Regions from separate parts of the Anas platyrhynchos genome. Here region 2 is linked to region 1. A link is a contact called in public Hi-C data. All regions are on one chromosome and are shown on one strand. The core of a region is the stretch at or near the end of the contact, and the rest is flanking DNA. Distances in the headings are between cores, read along the strand shown. Region 1 overlaps PIKFYVE (phosphoinositide kinase, FYVE-type zinc finger containing). Region 2 overlaps LOC101801770.

The links. Hi-C and Micro-C count contacts between places; a contact is called where the count stands out from the background.
Region 2: a Hi-C map of subcutaneous adipose tissue shows a contact between it and region 1, with 2.6 times the contacts expected there. The contact joins two enhancer-like sites. A contact is called at or near these places in 7 of 8 Hi-C or Micro-C datasets (F1 follicle, F5 follicle, liver and 3 more).

The regions. Positions count from the first base shown.
Region 1 is chr7:25,864,784-25,871,777 of IASCAAS_PekinDuck_T2T, reverse strand. It overlaps PIKFYVE (phosphoinositide kinase, FYVE-type zinc finger containing), which reads left to right. Exons shown (of 42, transcript XM_027461473.3): 42 at 80-3,752. The coding sequence ends at 195. Among named protein-coding and RNA genes, the nearest start is that of PDE1A, 23 kb to the right of the region's middle. Within about 2 kb of position 2,442, at least 1 of the 8 cell types and tissues checked has an H3K27ac peak or open chromatin away from gene starts, as enhancers often do.
Region 2 is chr7:25,951,177-25,958,170 of IASCAAS_PekinDuck_T2T, reverse strand. It overlaps LOC101801770, which reads left to right. Exons shown (of 10, transcript XM_072041052.1): 2 at 1,868-2,011; 3 at 3,038-3,213; 4 at 3,474-3,536; 5 at 4,278-4,372; 6 at 4,923-5,072; 7 at 5,863-6,131; 8 at 6,750-6,994. The coding sequence starts at 1,870. Among named protein-coding and RNA genes, the nearest start is that of NBEAL1, 24 kb to the left of the region's middle. Within about 2 kb of position 2,965, at least 6 of the 8 cell types and tissues checked have an H3K27ac peak or open chromatin away from gene starts, as enhancers often do.

The DNA.
Region 1 (6,994 bases), core at 1,193-3,692:
ATAATTTCACGTGAAACCTGTCTGTACTGTAGTGTATTCTTTAGCCTATTTCTAACTGCTTTTGCCTCTTGCACATTAGGTAAGATGCCAACTGTGGTCTCTCCAGAACTGTACCGGACCAGGTTTTGTGAAGCTATGGACAAGTATTTCCTGATGGTGCCAGACCATTGGACAGGGCTGGGCCTGAATTGCTAAACTAAAGCCCATATTGGGAAAGCACAAGAGGACAATGATGTTACAGGCCATTCTTCCTGTGGCCCGCCCAGCCGTAAGCAAGAGGATTGCAGTTCCGTGTCTACACTGACCACGTGCATCATGTTGTAGAGTGTGAAATTTGCTTGTTGCACTTTAATCCTCTCTTGGAGGCTGATGGGTGAGCCAGCCTCGTTAAGGATCTAAGCTGTAAGGTACCACTGAAGGGCACTGATTGAGACATTCCCTCCGTCAGTATGGAAGGTGGTGCTATCTCCATGTATGAGCACTGAAACCTACTATCCAGTTCTGGTGGTGTAGAAGTACATGATCTCTGTAAGTCTTGCATTCCTTAAGGGGTGTTGAATATGAACAGCTCACATTTCTGTAGTGGATGTGTGGTACTACAAATGTGAAATATCCTCCCACCCCATGAGGGTGAGTGAGAGAAGAATGAAGTTAATTCCTAAGTTCTGCTTTTTTCTTCAGTGATCTGTAGTTGACCTGTTTAGGATCCAAGAATAACTTGTCCTGCTTACACTTTGTAGCCTCCATTTTTACTAGGTTTTGTAAACAGTACTTGAGGATGGGGAAGTATGCGTGTGTGGATTTGTTTTGGTTTGTTTTTAAGGCAGCTCCTTAAATGCCATAACTCTCCAAATCACTACATCTTTTAATAGTGCAGTACAGCTCTGTCTCTGTAACTTCATTTTAGCTGAATCCCATGAAAATGGTTTGTCAGTGATCAGCATGCTGCAAACCCCAAACATATCCCTTCAATCCAAAACAGGAATTTGATCAAAAATATTGCCCAGCTTCCTGGAAATGGGTAACTAAAACATACCCTTTTATGTAAACAAAGCTCAATTAATTATAGTGATGAAGCTGGTTACCTCTTCCCTTAATAGAAGTCACCAATTTGCCAGATAAAATGCATACAGCCTTAGATTGACAACTTTCTCCTTAATGAAACCATTATGCCTGGCAGATCACTTAAAATCCATTTCAGTCCCTAAAGCCTTTGAAACAATGTATTTACCTCATGGTGAAATTTCGCCAGGAGAATGCTGTTCTTGTTTGTGACATGCTGATGAGAATAAGCATCTAGATCTCATCACACCGTGCTATTCCAATGGAAAAAAACCTTTCTTCAGCAGTATTAGATTTTTTTTTTTTGCACCACTAAGATGAATGTATTCTTCTGAAAAAAACTGAACTAACAAGTATCTTGTATGATGGATAAGATGTGCAGAGATCTGAAAATCTCTACGTTATGAAAATAAGCACCTCTTTCCATTTTTATTATTTTTACCTGTTTTGTAGGTGACAAGTTTACTTTTTAGATTCAGTATAATATAGGCCAGTAAATAAGAGTTATGTTTTTGTTGTTGTTTTGTTCTTTTTTAAAATGCAAGTTTGAGAAGCAAGAATACTGTCCTTGGACTTCCAGTCTCCAAGAGGACTTCAGACATGGAGTCTGGGACAGTATAGCTCTTTATGACCACTTACTCATTCTGATCAGTTGCCTGGTAATTTCATCTTCACCGTAGCTGTGGGTTGAAAGGTGCATTTTTTTCACTCCTCCTCCTGTGTTCAGTATTTTCTTCTGCAGCAGATGGTGGTGGCTCTGGTCAGGAGTGACACCTGGGCAGCATTGGGCAAGGAGAGGACAGTGAAAACTGAATTGTTGGCTCTGAGAACAACCAGTGCAGTTCAAGTCTGAGCTGCCAGGAGACAACAGCCATTTTTGTTGGAAGAAGTCTTCCCTACTCCCCACCATCATTTCCAATGATGAGCAAAAGTACTGGCCTTGAAGCAGCAGAAACAGAAGTATTTGTGCTTCCTCTGTGCAATGTAATCTCTGTTTCTGGGGGTGCGGTTTGGAAGGCCTCAGTGATGTGTGCTGTGGAAAGATGACACAGTTCTGCTTGACTCCCTCTGGCATGGAATCCTTCCAGTTCAGCACAGGGCATCGGGTGAAGCTGATTACCTCTGAGACAGGTCATCTCCTGTACGGAAATGTGCTCCCAGGTTGGTTATTTGTATAATGAGGAACCAACCTGTCCATCAGCTCAGTGCTGCTTATTTCTGTGGCTCCTGCCTTCTGTCTTGGTCCATTGATGTGCAAGAAAGAGCATGACATGTTGCCCGAGTCTGTTCTGTTCTCCATTATAGTTCACGTGTCAACTTTCTCCTTCCTATCCTGAAGTTTATAGGGAAAATACTTGACTTGCCCAAAATCTGAGGTGACCCAACAGTGGGTGATTATCTTTCACTTTAGTTAGTATGTGCAGTGGATGATGGACTGTGAATATGGGCAGTGTTATGGCATCTGCACTAGTTTGATGCAGAGCTGGGCTGTGCTAGCCAGGTCTTGTCACCAGTAACCCTTGCTCCGGAGTGGTATGTGGCTGTTCTGCTTGTCTTCCAGAGCCCCAAGCAGCTGGCTGTAAACGAACTTGGTCATCTGACTGTAGTTAATGTTTCCCTGTGTGTAATAGCGTGAGGCCTTTGGCACTGGACAAAATGGGAGAACCCTCCCCTTTGGCCAGCTGTTCTGCAGCCTGTGAATGCAGAGCCCAGTTGTTTGAATTGCAGTCTTGGGCTGAAATCATAGCATTTGGAGAGGTCTTGGGCTGGAATCAACAGCTACCTTTTGGTCAGGATGTGGCTGATAGACTAGTACTGACCAGCCTGGAGTAGGTAGCAAGCTACTAGTCATGGGTGAAACAGCAGCATTAACTGGAATTGGGACATCTTTGGGTGCCATGTAACCTAAAACTGGAAGCATTGCTAGTTCAAGTCCCAGAAATTGAACAGATGGCCCAGATGTTTCCTTTTCAGATTAAGAGTTGTCCTAGCATTTCACTTGCTACAAAGCTGATGTTCTTGAAAGGAGAACAGTAGTTCACGCAGAAGAGATCCTTCTTGTGGGGCTGGTAGGCCTGTGTCCCTGCAGCACGCCTAAGGATGTCTTAATGGAGTGGCTTGGGTATTAAATAAGCCCTTTGATTAGAGCATTTTATTTCCTTGTAATGCAGGTGTAGTGTGTGTATGCATAAACAAAATCCAGTTGTAAATGCACTGTAAGACTATGTTTTTTTTCCAGAGTTGCACTGGCTCATCTGTTGTCTTGAACTGAGGCCTTGTGACAAATATCTAAATCTCGTCCCATTCAGAAGCAATGACTTGTTTCAAGTCGTGTAGACAGCAGGTTGCCTTGCAGTAGCCCAGGGCTGCGCTCTGTTCCCCAAAAGCACACATGAGGGACTCTTGCTAGTTAAGGAGCTCCACTGGGCTCAGGTGGAGTTACCTGTGGAGTGGGCTGTCCTCTGTGAGAATGACCAAAACCAAATTAATCACTCACTAGCAGGAGGCCAGACTAACCATTATTCAAAGCACTTCATGTATCATAATGTATGTATTTCTAATCTACCTTGGTTCAACTGTATTTTATAAGATTGATGTACTAAACTATTTGAGAGTAACTGCTTTGAGTACTTGGAGAATCAAAGTGTAATGTATATAGATAAAAATGCAAATAAAGTGACTAAAATATACTTGGGTCCGTTCCATGTGGTGAAGTTCTGTCTCTTGTAGAATCCCACTGTCCTGATCAGAGGCCAAGCCCAGTGCCTGCTCTGCTGGAGGTTGCCTGCTTTGCGTGCAGTGTAAGCATGTTTGTCATCTCTCTGCCTTGCAGCTTGGATCTTCTGATGGAGCAGGACCTCTGAGCAGCTTTCCAGGTCAGTGTTTATAGAATATGCAAATAACCTGTCGTGCTCTTCTCCCACCTTCTCCCCAGCTGCTTTATAACATAGTGCTGTGTGAGACAGGGAGCCAGTTTTGTCCACCAGGTGGTGATGTTTCTGTGGACCAATTCTTCCAAGAGGTGGAGCATTCTTAGAAAACTTCTCCAGGTATTTCTGTAGTTTTCTCTTAAATGGGTAAGATTTAATGATGATAATGATCATCCAAGGAGGTTTGAAAGCTAATGGCTTGTCTGGGTTGCTTCATGTTTCTAGTATATAATAACTTCCTCTCTTACAGCTAAAAATGATGTGTGATTAGATCTGGGAAGGGGCCTTGTTGGTTCTTAGACTGTTAACCTCAACCTGAAATGTAAGGACTTCGCTTCCATTATATGACATCCTCACTTTTGCCAGGTGTGTTTGGTTTCTGTTGTCTACTGCTGTACAGAACTGCATCAGAAGCTGTCACAGCACAGGTGTGTGAGCAAGGAAAAAGGTGGGATGCTCAACTTAGGGTGGTGCTGCCTTTATAAGGTTGAGCAGCAGAACTTGAGGGGCTTCTCTTGGTTTGTTCACAATGAATTCCAGAATGATAGAGATCTGATGCAAAAGGAACTAAGTCCAGCTCCCTAACAAGTATAGGACCAAACAGCATCAGTACTTCCAGGTATGACTGTTGATACTCAGTAAAAGATAAACTTGTGCTTGTGTGAGTCAGCACAGGCAGGCAACAGGAACAACCAGACTCAGCTAAAATACAGAGTAGATTTATTCTCGTTACCTTTTCAATTGGGGGATCCCTGAAGCAGCACCTGAGCAGAGGTATGTGAGCACAGGCACACAAGTGAGAATGCAGGAACCACTAAACAAGGTCCATCCTAGGAGATTGCTGGCCTCCTGGTTTCACCTGTTTTTACAAAACCTGTTCATTGTGCAGGCACAGTTTTTACCACCATGCTGTGATTCTCACTGCTTTTTTTTTTTTTTTCCTGTACCAAAGCCCAGAGCTCAAGCACAAACAACAGCAGACATAACTCGTTTTTTTCTGCATTGCTGCTCCCCAGACTTCATGCATTCCCAGCTTCAAGGTCACTTGAGCATATTTACAACCCTCTATGCTAGTTTCCTGTTCTGATCCCATCCTCCTCGCACACTTCTAGCCCATTCATCGCAACAGCACTCTAGGCAAAACTTCTTTTGGATTACACTGAAGTCAGGGAGAGGGGCAGTAGGCTGAGCAGGGTGAAAATTACTGGTCTGAAAGTACTTCTTTAAATTGTATTTTTTTAACAGGCTGATTGCTTTCTAGAGGTAGAGAACTGGTCTGTGGAGTGTGGGAGGTGGCCAAGGGTTGCCATGTGCTGGTCACAGCTGGCTCCAATGAACCTCCTTCAGGGCACAGCTGAGCCCATCAGCAAAGCTGGTGGTGTCTGTGTGAAAAAGCACTTAAGGAAGACAGCAAAGGGAAAAAGAGAGTGAGGAACAGCCCTGTGAATGCCAAAGCCAGAGTGACCGTGGGGAAGCCCACACAAAAACGTGTTCTCCTAATAGGAACTGTGACCTGTGAAAAAGCCCAAACAGGAGCAAGCTTCTTCTGAATGACTGAAGCCCTTGGAGAGGGCCCACACTGAAGCAGGTGAAAAGCGTGAGGGGGTGGGAGCAGCAGAGGGAAGTTGAGGTGCCCTGACCATGGCCCCCTTCCCCTGCACTGCTTGCTGGGGGGGTTGTGTGTGTGGAGGAGTCGGGAGTGGGTGAGGCTGAGCTGGGAAAAGGTGGGGCGGGAGGTGGTTTGCAGTGTTTTAATTTAATTTAGCTAAATCTGATTTAAATATTGTCATTAATCTCTAAGGAGTGAGGTAACACCTAAATGGACAAGAAGATAGGGAAATGATGACACTGAGCTGATTTGCTGTGGTAGTTTGCTCCCTGCCATAGGCTGTACCCCTGGGAGGTGCAGAAGATTGCCCTTCTTCTAAGGGGAGCTCTCAGTGCTGCCATGAGGCAGTCTGCTCCCCTCTCATCAGGGCAAACTGCTGGTGGCTGTGGTAGGCAGGAGGAAAGGCTCTTGTTAGGCCACCCAGAAATACCAAACGCTGCAGAGCTGAAAGGCTTCCTGGGTGGAAAGAACTTGAGGTGACTTCAAGATGTTGAAATTTAGAAAGTATTTGTAGGAGGGGCTGCCTGCTAGCCTTCACCTGAGTAAAACAGTACTGCCTAAATTGCAACAGAAAACTAGACCCAGGGAGCAGATGTGTGTGACAAAACACACAGTGAGATCTTTCTGGATGATAAATAAATGCATTTTGTGCACCTGGCTGTCCATTTGAAGGCATACTAGAGACTGAATAGTCTGCCTATTACATCTGTGAGTGTTTTCCACTGACTTCTCTGGTCTTTGTGTGAGAACCTGTAGGCTGAGTTTTCTCTGGCTGATTACAGCATGTTTTATAAATGTTTTCATTACAAGTTTGGCTGTGTCCAGCTCTGAGTTGACACTGCATGAGAAACACTTCCTGGAGGAGAAGCAGCAGATGGTGTTGATTTTTGAACAGGCTGCTTGCTTCCAATTTAGAAAAGAACAGTTTGGCTGGAAGGGACCTTCAAGGATCATCTAGGTCAGCTGCCTGACCACTTCAAGGCTAAACAAAAGCTGAGGGGGCTTTCTGACTGACTCTTGAATACTGCCAGGCATAGGGCACGAACTACCTCTCTAGGAAGCATATTCCAGTATTTGACCACCTGCACAGTAAAGATTTTTTTCCTCATACTCAGTCTGTCCTTCCCCTGGCACAGCTTTGTGCCATTCCTGTGTGTCCTGCCCTCTGTTCCCAGGGAGCAGAGACCGACACCTCCCTCTGGGCTGCCTCCCCTCAGGGAGCTGCCGGGAGCAGTGAGGCTGCTTCTCAGACAGCCCCAGGGCCCTCAGCCTCTCCTCATAGGGTGTCTCCCAGCCCTTTTACTAGCTTCCTCTGGACTCTTTCAAGTGCCTTAATGTGCTTTTTATACTGTGGAGCCCTGAACTGTGTGCGGCTCATCCCAAATTGTGGGTG
Region 2 (6,994 bases), core at 1,716-4,215, 86 kb before region 1:
CAGGGTAATATATTAGCATCAGCTAATACATTAACAAATACCACATAAAATAGTAGTAGGAGTAGGATCTAGGACTCCTGCAAAGAGCTGCCATTCCCATTTCGCACTTCCAGCCAGACATGGTAGCAGGCAGAAAGCATTTTTACCAGTCTTATTTGTATAGCAAATCACCTCTGCACCTCTGTAAGCTGCTGTTCTTCAGACTATTTTGGATGCTTTGCTTTATGACATTCCCCTTAAAATGTTTAACATGTTCATATGCAGTGCCAACTTGTTGAAGATAAACTTAAAGGTGCTTGGAAAGTTATGCACAAATTTGGACTAAAATGTAAATTACTGTGAAAGAAAAAATCCTTATAGAACAGTTCAGTTTTGATACTGAGCTGAAAGGACAAATGGTCTCTTCCTTGATAGAACAAGAATCAGATTTGAAGTGCTTTATTCGCAGATAGGTCAAACTATGTTTAGTTAGCTAGAAGGAAGTCTGGAAACTTTGTGTTACTTAACCAGCTTCATCTGTAAGAAAATACAGACTTGTATCTCAAAGTGATGGCAAGATGATCCAGGCCTGGAGGATGTGTCAGAAGAAGATTAGGTGAGGAAGTCATGCTGTGTACGTCCTTGGATGTGTAACCGTCTAAGTTCAATACGCATGCTGAAACAGTGTGATAAGAAAGAACAGAGCCTGAGCATGCACAGGAACTGGGTTCAACCAGTGAACACAGTGAGGAAGACTACCGATGACCACCAGAGACCCCCAAAAGACCACTGGTGGATACAAATGCATGTGTCAGAGGTATTTACATTGTTTAATGAGCTACGGGAAATAGTATGAATATGTTAACTATTTCACAAAAATCTGATGAATATTTGATTGTATATAACCCCCATAGTTTGGGCAACTCGGTACACACGCTATGTGAAGGATCCGATCTCCTGCACATCCAGCACCACAGTTAAAAAATGCCTGCTTTCTACAACTCCAAACTGAGTCTCAGAGAGCTTCTCTGACTGACGTTTATGGTAACAGTTGGAAGGGACCTTTGGAGATCATCTAGTCCAACTGCCTGACCTCTCCAGGGCAAAACGAAAGTTAAAGCATATTGATGAGGGCAGTGGCCAAATGTCTCTTAAACACTGTCAGATGTGGGCTTATCAACATTTTAAAGGGCTGTAAAATGTCTTTATATTTTTAATTTTCTTCAGGAGGATGTTACAAGCTAGGGCCCTGGTGCCGACTTCTGCAGCTGCCCAAGCCCTAACTTTGGGGTTTGTGCTTTCGACAAATCTTCCGGCTTCTCTGAAGCGTTTTTAGAAGCGTTTCAGCCCTGTGTGCCTGGGCCCGGCAGGAGCAGCGCCTGAGGCGCGCTGCCCGCAGCCAGCGGCGGCGCTGAGGTGGCCGGCGGGTCCCCTGGCTGCCCCTAACATGGCGGCGCGGCCTGCCGGGGCTTAGCCCCGCAGCACGGGCACCGCGGGTTCTCTCTGCACGCCGCAGCCCCGCTCGCCGCCAGAACCTCGCCCTACGCGGACCGAGGCCGGGCCCCCGCAGCCGGCGGAGCCACAGCCGTTGGGCGCCCCGTCCCCGTGCCGGTGGGCGGAGGAGGCGGCCGCCATTTGGCGGGGCGGGGCGAGGGGCGGGCTGCCGCCGCCCTGTTTGCGTTCAAAAATCTGCGGGCTGCTCGGGGCCCTCCTTCCCAGCTCCCCAGGCGGAGGGCTCGGGGGGCTCTCACGGCTGCCGTGCCTGTGGCCGCGTCTTCCCTGCGGGACAGGAGGGGCCGGGGAGGCGGCTCTTGCCGGGAGGAGCGGAGGGCTTTGCTGGGGAGCGCTCGCTGCGGGTGCTGAGCCTGCTGCGTGTGGCTCCCTCCAGCCATGGCATCGCAGGAGGTGTCCGAGGCGCTCTCCTTCAGTCTGAGCGGCGTGAGGGAGCGGATGCGGGAGAGGAGAAACGGCGTCTTGAGAACCGCGAAGCTGAACGCATCGATCGCGTCGAAAATCAAAACGAAAATCCTGAGTGAGTACATCTCGCCATGCAGCACGCGTGGAGGCGCAGGGCAGGTCAAACCTGCGCCTCTGGCCTGGCCTGGGGTGGGGTGGGGTGGGGTGGGGTGGGGTGGGGTGGGGTGGGGTGGGGTGGGGTGGGGTGGGGAGGCAGCCTCTTACCCGGAGCTGAGAGCTAACAACGGCTTCTCGGCCTCCGGCTGCCTGGGGAATTCAGTACCCGGGAGCGCAGAGTGCCCTGAGGTGCCTGAGGTGAATGTGACAAGTGTAACAAGCTGTGGAGGGACCATGCTGCTTTCAAACAGCAGCTGGGGCTGTTGCAGGCCGCTCTAGTAGCGTTTCCGATGGCATTAGGTAACTCTGTTTGTGCAGCTGAGTCCTCAGGATCCATGCTGGGGGTCCAAACACCAGAATTGAGTGTAAAAAGTATTTTAATATTTATGTAACCTATTGCAGAAGCTAGCTCAACTGTAATTTCTGTTTTTTTTTTTTTTTTTTTTTTTTTTTTTTTTTTGAGGGGGGATACTGATGAAGTAATGCATAGGGTTATATGAATTACCTTGAAAAAGTTAGATGTTATTGTTACTTCTATTTATTTATTTTTAAATTGGGAAATAAGGTTTTAAATCTGCTCAAATGATGCTGTAGAGGAAGGCAGGTTTTTCTCCTTTTTGGATGGAGATGAGAAAAGAGCTATAGCTGACTTCCTCAACCAGAAAGATATCTGTCTGTACTCAGCTCCTGAACCATACCATCATTTATTAAGAACTGAGGTAGTAGCTTGCTGACTGATCATGACCCTCTGGGACTGCAGAAGGTGTCAGTGTCTGAAGTGTGGAAGGTTATTATGGAAAGCTTCTCTGCTGCTGTCTGGAGAATTCAGTAGTTACCTCTGTATAGGAAGGAACTATACCGCTGACTGTGTGGAGGACTACTGAGTTGTAGAGATCTGAGCCTGAGGGGAAGCTCATCTGGGAAGAGGAAGGCATGGATGTGACCTTGAATGTTGATTCTTTGTGTACTTATCTATTGCTTACAGATAACTCCTCCACTATTAAAGTTTCCCTAAAGCACAACAATAAAGCACTGGCACTGGCCCTCAATGCGGAGAAAGCCAATGCACAGCGGCTCATCCAGGAGAAGATCAGCTTGCAGAAGGAGGTGGAGCACTGCCACTTCCAGAATGCCGTGCTGCGGCACAAGCTCTGCTTACTGGTATGGCACTGACAGAGGGGCCCTCACTGAGAGGGATGGTGGGCAGCACTAGTACCTCAGTCTTGGGAGAGGTGTGTGAGCTGTCACTGACTGTATCTTCTGCATCTGAAACAAGTCCCCATATTAGTATTTATTCTTTCTTCTAAGCTGTGTTTTTCCCAGAAGGGCTGAACTTTTTTTTCTGGCTACCTTTGTCATTGTTGGAACATACATTTAGATTTAACGCACTTACTGCTTCTCTCTTTATTACCTCAATGTAGAGTAACACCATGAAAGAACTTGAAAACCTTGTGGCTGCAGTTAAGATGGCTCGTCTGTCTGAGGTAAACCATAGGAGATGTGAGTGCATTGGTTGTACTAGAAATGAGGCTGTGTTTCTCTTGCGTTGTGTCCCTTCAAGTGTTTGATGTTTCTTCTGTTTTTCTTGGCTTGCTTGCTGGCTGCATTCTCATTTTAAGGTTGGTGCTAATGATTTTTAGGGTTGGATCTTGGGTAACTTCCACAGCAGAGGCTACAGTTATAAGCTGTCTTCCTCTGGGTCATTGGCTGTATTGACCGGGCGACTTCTGCTTAGGCCAGGTTGTGATTTTTGCATGCTGGTGCTGTCTGTTGCTATGGTGACTTGGAATAGGGAACAAGACATTTCACCTATGTTATGTCATTTGGGGTGTTGGGGAAAACCTTCTTCCTAGTCTCAGATTATCTGAACTACCTAAAGTATATTCTTAAGTCTGTGGAGGCAGAATCTGACTCTGCTGCAATTCATTGAGCATAACTTGTAGTAAATGACTTCTGTAAACCAGCAAATAGCTGTATGAGCCAAGGCCTGTGCCTGAAAATACCCTCCTGGAAGTTGGACAAGCAGCCTTCTGCAAAGGACTCCGTTCTTTTGAAACATTGGAGCGGGAGGATGGGACCTCTGGTTGTGCAGTTTTAAACTGAAGAGGGTAATTGGTATATTTGACAGTTTTCTGGGTGAAACTGAGTTGCTGCTGTCTCTGTGCAAGGGCTGCACAGGTGATTGCAAGAGCTCTAAACCAACCTTCTATTTCTCTGTTCTACAGTTCCGTACAAGTCCTTCGTCCCTGTCCCATGGCCGGAAGAGCAGCATAACTGAAGATAGTTGGTTTGACAGTAGTGCAGATGGTCATTTTGTGAGGTGGGCCTTAAAATGTCCGATTCTGGAATTCCTTGTGTTTTGTGTGTGCCCAGTTGTCTCTTTCCCATAAGATACCTTCTTTAGAACACCAGTTTGGTATTTTCCTTTACCCTGTGTCTTTCTGCTGCCATTTCTTGTCTTACTTCCCATAGTGCCAAGTCTTTGTATGAATTTACCCTTCTCCCTCCTGTGTTTGAAAACACATGTGGTGGTTTTAACCAACTGGGCAGTTGAGCTCTACCACAATGCTCTCACTCCCCCTCGTCAAAGGGAAAGGGGGAGAAAATAATGATGAAAAGGGCTCAAGGGTTGAGATAAGGATGGGGAGATCACTTGACAATGTATTGTCATGGGCAAAACAGGCTCAGCATAGGGAGACTAATAAAATTTATTGCCTATTACTAAAAAGCTAGAGAAGTGAGAAACAAAGAAAACAAACTAAGAACTCTTTCTTCCATCCACCATCTTCCACCTCCTCTGCCCCAAGCGGCACAGGGGAATGGGGTCTGTGGTCAGTCCATAGCACTTTGCTTCTGCTGCTCCTTCACAGTCCCTCCCACAGGATGCTGTCCTGCCTGAATGGATCCTGCAGGGGCTTCCCACAGGCAGCAGCTCTTCAAGAACAGCTCCCACACAGCTCCGTACCACTGGGTCCATCCATCCCCCAGGAGCAAACTGCTCTAGCACGGGTCCCCCACAGGTGGGTGGCAGCTCCCCCCAGCCCCCTGCTCCTGTGGGGGCTCTCCATGGGCCATAGCCTCCTCCAGGCCACGTCCACCTGCTCCCCCGGGGGCTCTTCCACAGGCTGCATCATGGAGATCTGCACCATGTGGGACCTATGGGCTGCAGGGGGACAGCCTGCTCCACCAGGGGCCTCTCCACAGGCTGCAGGGGAACTGCTGCTGTGTGCCTGGAGCACCTCCTGCCCTCCTGCTGCACTGACTTGGGGTCTGCAGGGCTGGTTCTCACTCCTCTCTGCCAGCTGCTGATGTGCAGCAGTTTTTTTTCCTTTCTTAAATATGTTCTCACAGAGGTCCAAACAACATTGCTTAGTGGCTTGGCTCTGGACAGTGGTGGGTCTGTTTGGAGCTGTCTGAAACTGGCCCTTATTCAACAAGAGGCAGCTTCTGGATTCTCAGAAAGGCCACCCTTGCAGCCCTCTGCTACTAAAACCTTGCCACATAAACCCACTGCAACACATGACTTTCAGATAGTTTTCACCAGCCACAGAGAAAAAAGTTTTCTTCCCCAGCCCATGTTCTGAGTTGCTTCACAGACAGTAGATCATAGATCATTAAGGCTGGAAAAGGCCTCCAATATCATCTGGTCCTACCACCACTGTCACCCCACTAAACCATGTTCCTAAGCACCACATCCAATCTTTCCTTAAACACCCCCAGGGATGGTCACTCCGTTGCCTCCCTGTTCTTTTGGCTTCTGAGGCCTGTTGCAGGTATGAAACATGTTCTACTGCTGTTTTTTCTCACCAGTGGTGAGCTGATGTCACTGAGGGTGCCTGTTTCAAAGCCACGTGATGGGGGACAGCAAGGCGGCAGCTCCACAGCTGTACGGAAGTCCTTGGTCAGTCTTCGGAGATCTGCTTCTGATAAGCCTCAGGAAATTGTGCCTGTTGTCTCCAAAGATGCTTTGCCATCACAGCTTGCTAAGAAGCCTCAGTCCCACCAGGAAGAAAATAAGAATAAGCAGAGTGAAGCAATGGAAGCACAAGAAGTTTTCCTTGGCTCTTCTCTCTCTGGAGGTATGTGCATCTTCTGTGGTTGTTCTGGTATGATTTGGTATGTGTGTAGATGTTGTGTATGAGTGTAGTACCATAGCTCCCCTTCGCTCCTAACTATTGCCCTGGTAGCTTCTAATTACAGTTAGGAACTATGCGCTCCAGTGACACTGATACTACCAGAGCTCGGGGTATCCCAGAATGGGATGTCTCAGTGGGAATGACTGACATTTGCAGTATCTCAAGACTACTCATTAGTTTTCCCGAATAATAGGGACTGAGCTTACATAAGATTTTTCGGAAGTGCTTGAAGGTGCTATTCCCCAGAACATAACTGGGTGCACAGCTCCTGTTCCATGTGGCTTTGCCATATGAATAACTTTCATATAGATCCTGAGCATCCCTAAATATTAGGGCTGTTTAAGGCGTTTTGCTTCAGGTTGCCTTTGTGTTCTGAGCAAAGTCAGCTGAGCAATTCTGTTACTATGGTGAGTTTGGGGAGTCCCTGTGGAACAAAACCCTGCCTTTTCTATCTTCAGGCTTCCTGGTAGTATGCAGGACGTGTGTCTAGTGGTACTGAGAAACCTGACTTTTGCCTGATATGTTCCTCAGTCTTAGGAATTAATTTTGTCTTTCCAACAGAATCCTTGTGCACCACTCAACAAAATCTCAGTGATTTGCCAGCACTTGCTTGGGAAAGTCAGCCACTTCCATATGAGGATGATGAGATGGTGAAACAATTCTGTGATCGTCTCTCAAAAGGGCATGTTACACAGAGAAAAAAGCGTTCCACCTTGTTTGCAACAAGTACTCTGCCTTCTAGTGAGGATACCTTCCTACATATCAGCTCTACTGAGGCAACCCAGTGCAGTTTGACTAAGGACAGC